Linked DNA regions of Anas platyrhynchos: region 1 is linked to region 2. Evidence: chromatin contacts called from public Hi-C data. All regions are on one chromosome and are shown on one strand. The core of a region is the stretch at or near the end of the contact, and the rest is flanking DNA. Distances in the headings are between cores, read along the strand shown.

Region 1 (3,043 bases), core at 130-2,629, 170 kb after region 2:
TTCACGAGGGAAGGGAAAGGCAGGGCAGGCAGCCTGCATCCCTCCCTGCCTGCTTCCCACACCCCGAGGAGCCGTGCGGTGCCACCATCGCTCCGCGCGCAGGGAAAGCCCCGTTCTGGGACCCGGCACGCACAGCATCGCCCTACAGCCGCCACCCCAAGAGCCACCCGGGTCCCTCAGGTGTCCCCATAACCAAACCACGGCACGGGGAGTGCAGGGCACGGGGAACCTGCTCGAGGCTGGCTCCGGCATTGGGGTTCCCCTGGCTGCACGGGGGACGGGAGTGCCACAGCCCTGACCCCTTCCCCCTGCCCAAATCCCTCTCCTGGGAGCGGGGCTGGAAAATCCTCCTGGATGGGGAGCCGGGAACCAGAGAGGGGATGGGAAACGTTGGGATCGGGGGGTCTCAGCCCCACAGGGGGGGCAGCACCGGGGCAGGGCTGGATCTTTGCAGGGTCGGGGCCAAACCCCACAAGTTTCTCTCCCCCTCCAGAAGCGGGGAGGGGGCACAGGTGGGATTTTCCCCCCGGCCGCCCATCGGGGCTGCTTCAAGGCGTGTTTCCCCATGACCTTCAAACGGCATCTACCTGCAGCCCCCCCCCGCGCACCCTGGCACCCTGCGCCCCCCCCTCGGCTGCCTGCACCCCAAAAACCTCAGCCTGCACCCGGCTGGGGGCGAGCATCACTTGGGGGGGGGGGGGGACACATCCCTTGGGGACAGGAGCATCCCTTGGGGCCGGGAGGACACACGCTGGGGGGAGGAACACGGCTTAGGGGGGCACCCTCTGAGGGGGGGGGCATCCCTTGGGGTTGGGGGGAGCATCCTTTGGGGGGGGGGGACTGTAGGGGAGGAGGTTGTAGGGGGTGTGGGGAGAGGTTGGGGTGGGGGGCTGCTGCTCTTCAGGGGGGCTGCAGCGGGTGGGGGGGGTGGGGGGGGGCTGAAGATATTTTTATAGCTTCGCTCTGCCCCAAAACTCCCCATCACCCCCCCAAAACCAAACCAAACCAAACCAAACCCGAACCCCACCCTCCAAAGACCCGCGCCCACCCCCCGACATCCAACATCGGGGTCCCCTTCCCCTCACCCTTACCCCCCTAAACGCCCCCCCCCCCCAGACCCCTCGCCCCCCCCCACACTCACCGCGGCGGGGCGGGCTCCCCCCCCCAGCAGCAGCAGCAGCAGCAGCAGCGGCACCGCGAGGCCCCGCGGGCCCCGGGCGGGCGGCGGCGGCGGCGGCTCCGCGGGCATCTTCGGGCAGCGGCGGCGGCGGCGGGGCGGGGACGGAGCCTTTGTTGCCGCCGCCGCCCGCGGGAGGCGGTGTGCGAGCGGGGAGGGGGGGGGGGCCGCCGCCGAGCCGCCCGGCACAGCCCCAGCCCCAGCCCCAGCCCCAGACCCTCCCCGGCACGGCTCGGCACGGCTCGGCCCTCCCCCGGCCCGCACGGCTCTGCCCCGCCCCGCCCCGCCTCGCTGAGAGGGGAGGGGGACGCCCCTAAAGGGGGGGGGGTATGGGGTATGGGGGGGTGTGGGAGGGTATGGGGGAAATTGGGGGTGGGGGGGGTATGGGGGGTATGGGGGGGTTGGGGGAATATGGGGGGAGTAAGGGGAATATGGGGTGTGGGGGGGATTGGGAGGGTTGGGGGGAATGGGGGGGTTGGGGGAAAATTGGGGGTGGGGGGGTTATGGGGTGGCAGGGGGGAATGGGAGGGTGGGGGGGAAATGGGAGGGTATGGGGGAATCTGGGGGAATCTGGGGGGTGGGGGGAAATGAGGGGTTAGGGGGAATATGGGAGGGGTTGGGGGAATAAGGGGGGCAGGGGAAATATGGGGAGTTGGGGGGAATGGGGGGTGTGGGGGGGATTGGGAGGGTTGGGGGGGTTATGGGGGAGTTGGGGGGAATGGGAGGGTGGGGGGGAAATGGGAGGGTATGGGGGATTCTGGGGGAATCTGGGGGGTGGGGGGGAAATGAGGGGTTAGGGGGAATATCAGGGGTAGGGGGAATATGGGGAGTTGGGGGAAATGGGGGGTGTGGGGAGGATGGGGAGGGTTGGGGAGAATGGGGGTTTGGGGGGAAAATTGGGGTTGGGGGGTTATGGGGTGGCAGGGGGGAATGGGAGGGTGGAGGGAAAATGGGAGGGTATGGGGGATTCTGGGGGAATCTGGGGGGTGGGGGGGAAATGAGGGGTTAGGGGGAATATGGGAGGGGTTGGGGGAATAGGGGGGCAGGGGGAATATGGGGAGTTGGGGGAAATGGGGGGTGTGGGGGGATTGGGAGGGTTGGGGGGAATGGGGAGGTTGGGGGAAAATTGGGGTTGGGGGGTTATGGGGTGGCAGGGGGGAATGGGAGGGGAGAAGGAATATAGGGGGTAAGGGGGAAAATAGGGGGTGAGGGGGAAATGGGGGGTTAGGGGGAATATGGGACGGGTGGGGGGAATGGGGAAATATGGGGGAAAATTGGCAGTGGGGGGAATGGGAGGGTGGGGGGAAAATGGGAGGGTATGGGGGAATATGAGGGGTGGGGGGGGAAATGTGGGGTTAGGGAGAATATGGGAGGGGTGGGGGGAATGGGGGCTTTGGGGGAAAAATTGGGGGTGGGGGGGTATGGGGGGTTGGGGAGAATGGGCAGGTAAGGGGAATATGGGGAGTTGGGGGGATTGGGAGGGTTGGGGGAATGGGGGGGTTGGGGGAAAATTGGGGTTGGGGGGTTATAGGGTGGTAGGGGGAATGGGAAATGGGGGGAATATGGGGGGTGGGGAGGTTATGGGGGGATTTGTGGGGATATGGGGTGGAGGGGAATAAGGGGGTGGGGGGGGGGGAATGGGGGAGCCGAGGAGTAGATGGGGGGTATGGGGTAAATAGGGGGATGCGGGGGTAGATGGGGGGGCGCAGGGAGTATATGGGGGGTATTGGGGAAGGTGGGGGGAGCCAGGGAGTGCAGAGGTGTGGGGGCTATGGGGTTATGGGGGTAGATGGGGGGTGTGCAGGGGTGTATGGGGGGAGGGGGACCCAGGGCGTATATAGGGAGTATGGGGGCAGATGAGGGGGT
Region 2 (2,719 bases), core at 144-2,643:
GGTTTCTCTTCTGTTACAGTACCAAGGTGCAAACCCCTGAGATTTCCATCATTAAGCAGGAAGCAGCATTTCTAATTAAGCTAATCAACACGGACCAATTACTGGAGCCCAGACTGAGTGGCTACCCCGTGTCTGTGAGAATTCTGCATCCGTACAAGAACACGCACAGCTTTAAGCCCATAGGATCATGGTGCTTCAAGTCCTTATTTAAAAAGGAAACCAAACAGGGTCACTGTGGTACAAGCACCAGCACACAGTTCTGCAGGGGCAAGCGTAAACCCTGACAGCATCAATAGCACAGGGAGCACTTGAATGCCAAGTGGGAGGCATCTCAGGGCCCTTCAAACAAGGCTTGACAGCACTTGGACACCAGCACCTTTGTTCCCCCAAGGCCACAGCTGCAGGGCCCATTGTCATTCATGGGCCTCCCCAGCAGATTAGGTGGCGGAGCAAAATGCATCTTAATAGCATCTTGTGTGGCAAAGACGCTTTAACAATTTAATGCAATTTCTTTACAAGCATGAGGGGCAACAGAAGCTTCTTAAACAGTCACTCAATTAGCTTTATCCCACTTCATCTGCTGGAGTTTCCTTGTGAGAAGTCACCTTGATGAATTTGTCTTTTTCTGACCTCTCTCTTTTCCCCTGTTGGTGATGCAAAGAAACTGGTGATGAGGAAGAGAAACAGCTTTCTTTCCAGTTCTCTCAATACCACAGGCCCCACTGGTGTGGCAGCATGGCTCTGGGAGCAAGGCACAGCCCCAAGCAAGGGGCTCTTTGCAAACTGAGCTTGAAAAAGAAGTCAAAAGACACTCATCCTCTCTGCCTGTATGGGATTTTCTCCCCCCTTTCCCCTGAAATCTCATCTCCAAAGACAGATCACTTCCTAGCATTAGGATTCACATGGCCAAAATTCAGACCTCTTAGAGGTGCCCAGTCCCCAGCTGCCTGGCAAGGAGGGTTGGCGATGGGCAGAGTAGCTTCACACGTGCTCTCCCCATGCAGCTTTTCCTTCCTCCGGCTTTTGTTTACTCCTCTAATCTCTGCCTTTGTTCAGCCTGATGCTCAGAGAGAGGAGTGACTCATAACAACGCACGCACTCCAGAAATGCAGTGAGATCTTTCAACTGCTCCATCTCCATTATAACATTTTAAAGGTTTTTTTAATGGATTGGATCATCTCAGGTACATGCAGCAAACCTCACTGGCAAACCTCAGCAAGAGCTTATGAATACTTGCGAGGGAGGTCAGATTTCCAGCTCAAATACTACTCAAGGCTCATGGAAACATCACCAGGCAGGCAGAGATGAAGCAGTGACAGAGCCGTTCAAGGTTGTTATTGAGAGATGGCAGTGTTGTGCTTGTGCCTGCATCCCCGCACTGTGCAGTCCTGGGGAGAGAGCTCAGCAGGGGCACTAAAGAAATTAAAAGGTATCAAGGAGATGAACACACCAAGAGGCTCATCTGCTGTGGAAACCACTGCCCATGGGACAAATTCAGCTATCACACAGGCTGGCACAGCTCCCTGATGTTCATTTTGCATTTGGAGGGAACTTTGAGAGCCCAAATTGAGGGTGTTAGGCTGCTGCTACTGCCTTGAGTGCCTCTGCGACCAGCCAGGTATTAACTGACAAGCAGAGCAGCTCATTAGAGCAGCAGCAGCAGCAGCTCTGCACCCTGGGGAAGGGACACCTTTTCCTATTGGGCAGGTTATTAATTAATTATGAAGAAACAGAGTACTGTAATAATGCACAGGGCACCTGCAAGCACCAGGCTCTGCATCCCAACACGGGGAGATGGAGAGAAGCTGGAGTGAGGGGAGCCAAAACTTCTGCAGGGCACAGCAGGCTTGGGGGGTGTCGGAGAATAACGGGACTCTGAGCCCATAATAACACAAGTACATGGACTCCAGATCATCATTTATATCTTAACGGGGCTTGGGAGTCCATCTTGCCCATGCTTGGGAGTGAGATGGACTCTTTATTTAGCTTGTTCACTGCCACAGCTGACGCTATGGGGGAGCCTTTGGAGCGGCACATGCGGTATTATCTTAGCTCAGAAGTGGGGGTGGAAGTGGGGGCTGCAAACAATCACAGGCTGCTGGGTTGCAGTTGAAAGGAATGTTCCTTTTGTTAGGATGAACTCCCTAGCCAGACCTCTCAAATATTAAATATTAATAATTTTCCCACTGCATGGGGCAGCGCTCACAAGGGGCTGGTGTCCACTCTGGTACAAGCTCATGCTGTGAGCTCAGGAAAAATGCTTCCTCTCCTGATTTCCATGTCAAATGTAAGCTCTTTGGGGCAAGAGATGTCTCTCCCCTTAAATATTTGCAAAGGACCTAGAAATGCAGCTTCTAAACACCTCTTGACATCGGAAAAATCTGGCTGAGCTGGGGACATATCTGCGCAGCTAAAAGACAGACCAGCACATGCGATCAGGCACACACCTGCAGCCAGCCTTTCTGTGCCTCATTTATGGGAAAAGAATTGCAAAGGAGCCCGTGTATTTGCTTGTGCTTGGTGGTGGGGTTTGCATTTAGCTCTGCTGTTGAAAGCGACAGAGTGCTCTGCAATGATAAAAAGCCTATGAGCAGAAGGCATAAATTCATCGTAACAGACCTTTATTCCACTGGACAATGAGCTGGGGTCTGCAACTGCTGAAAAAAAGAAAATAGAAAAAAAAAAAAAAGCTAGAAGAATAATATCTCAGCCACTTAAT

What was found. Hi-C and Micro-C count contacts between places; a contact is called where the count stands out from the background.
Region 1: a contact with region 2 is called in a Hi-C map of liver, with 2.9 times the contacts expected there. The contact joins the promoter of SDC3 here to the enhancer-like site in region 2. A contact is called at or near these places in 3 of 8 Hi-C or Micro-C datasets (liver, skeletal muscle and subcutaneous adipose tissue).

The regions. Positions count from the first base shown.
Region 1 is chr24:5,576,066-5,579,108 of IASCAAS_PekinDuck_T2T, forward strand. It overlaps SDC3 (syndecan 3), which reads right to left and starts at 1,380. Exons shown (of 5, transcript XM_038167345.2): 1 at 1,142-1,380. The coding sequence starts at 1,249.
Region 2 is chr24:5,401,453-5,404,171 of IASCAAS_PekinDuck_T2T, forward strand. No RefSeq gene overlaps it. Among named protein-coding and RNA genes, the nearest start is that of LAPTM5, 49 kb to the left of the region's middle. Within about 2 kb of position 1,394, at least 1 of the 8 cell types and tissues checked has an H3K27ac peak or open chromatin away from gene starts, as enhancers often do.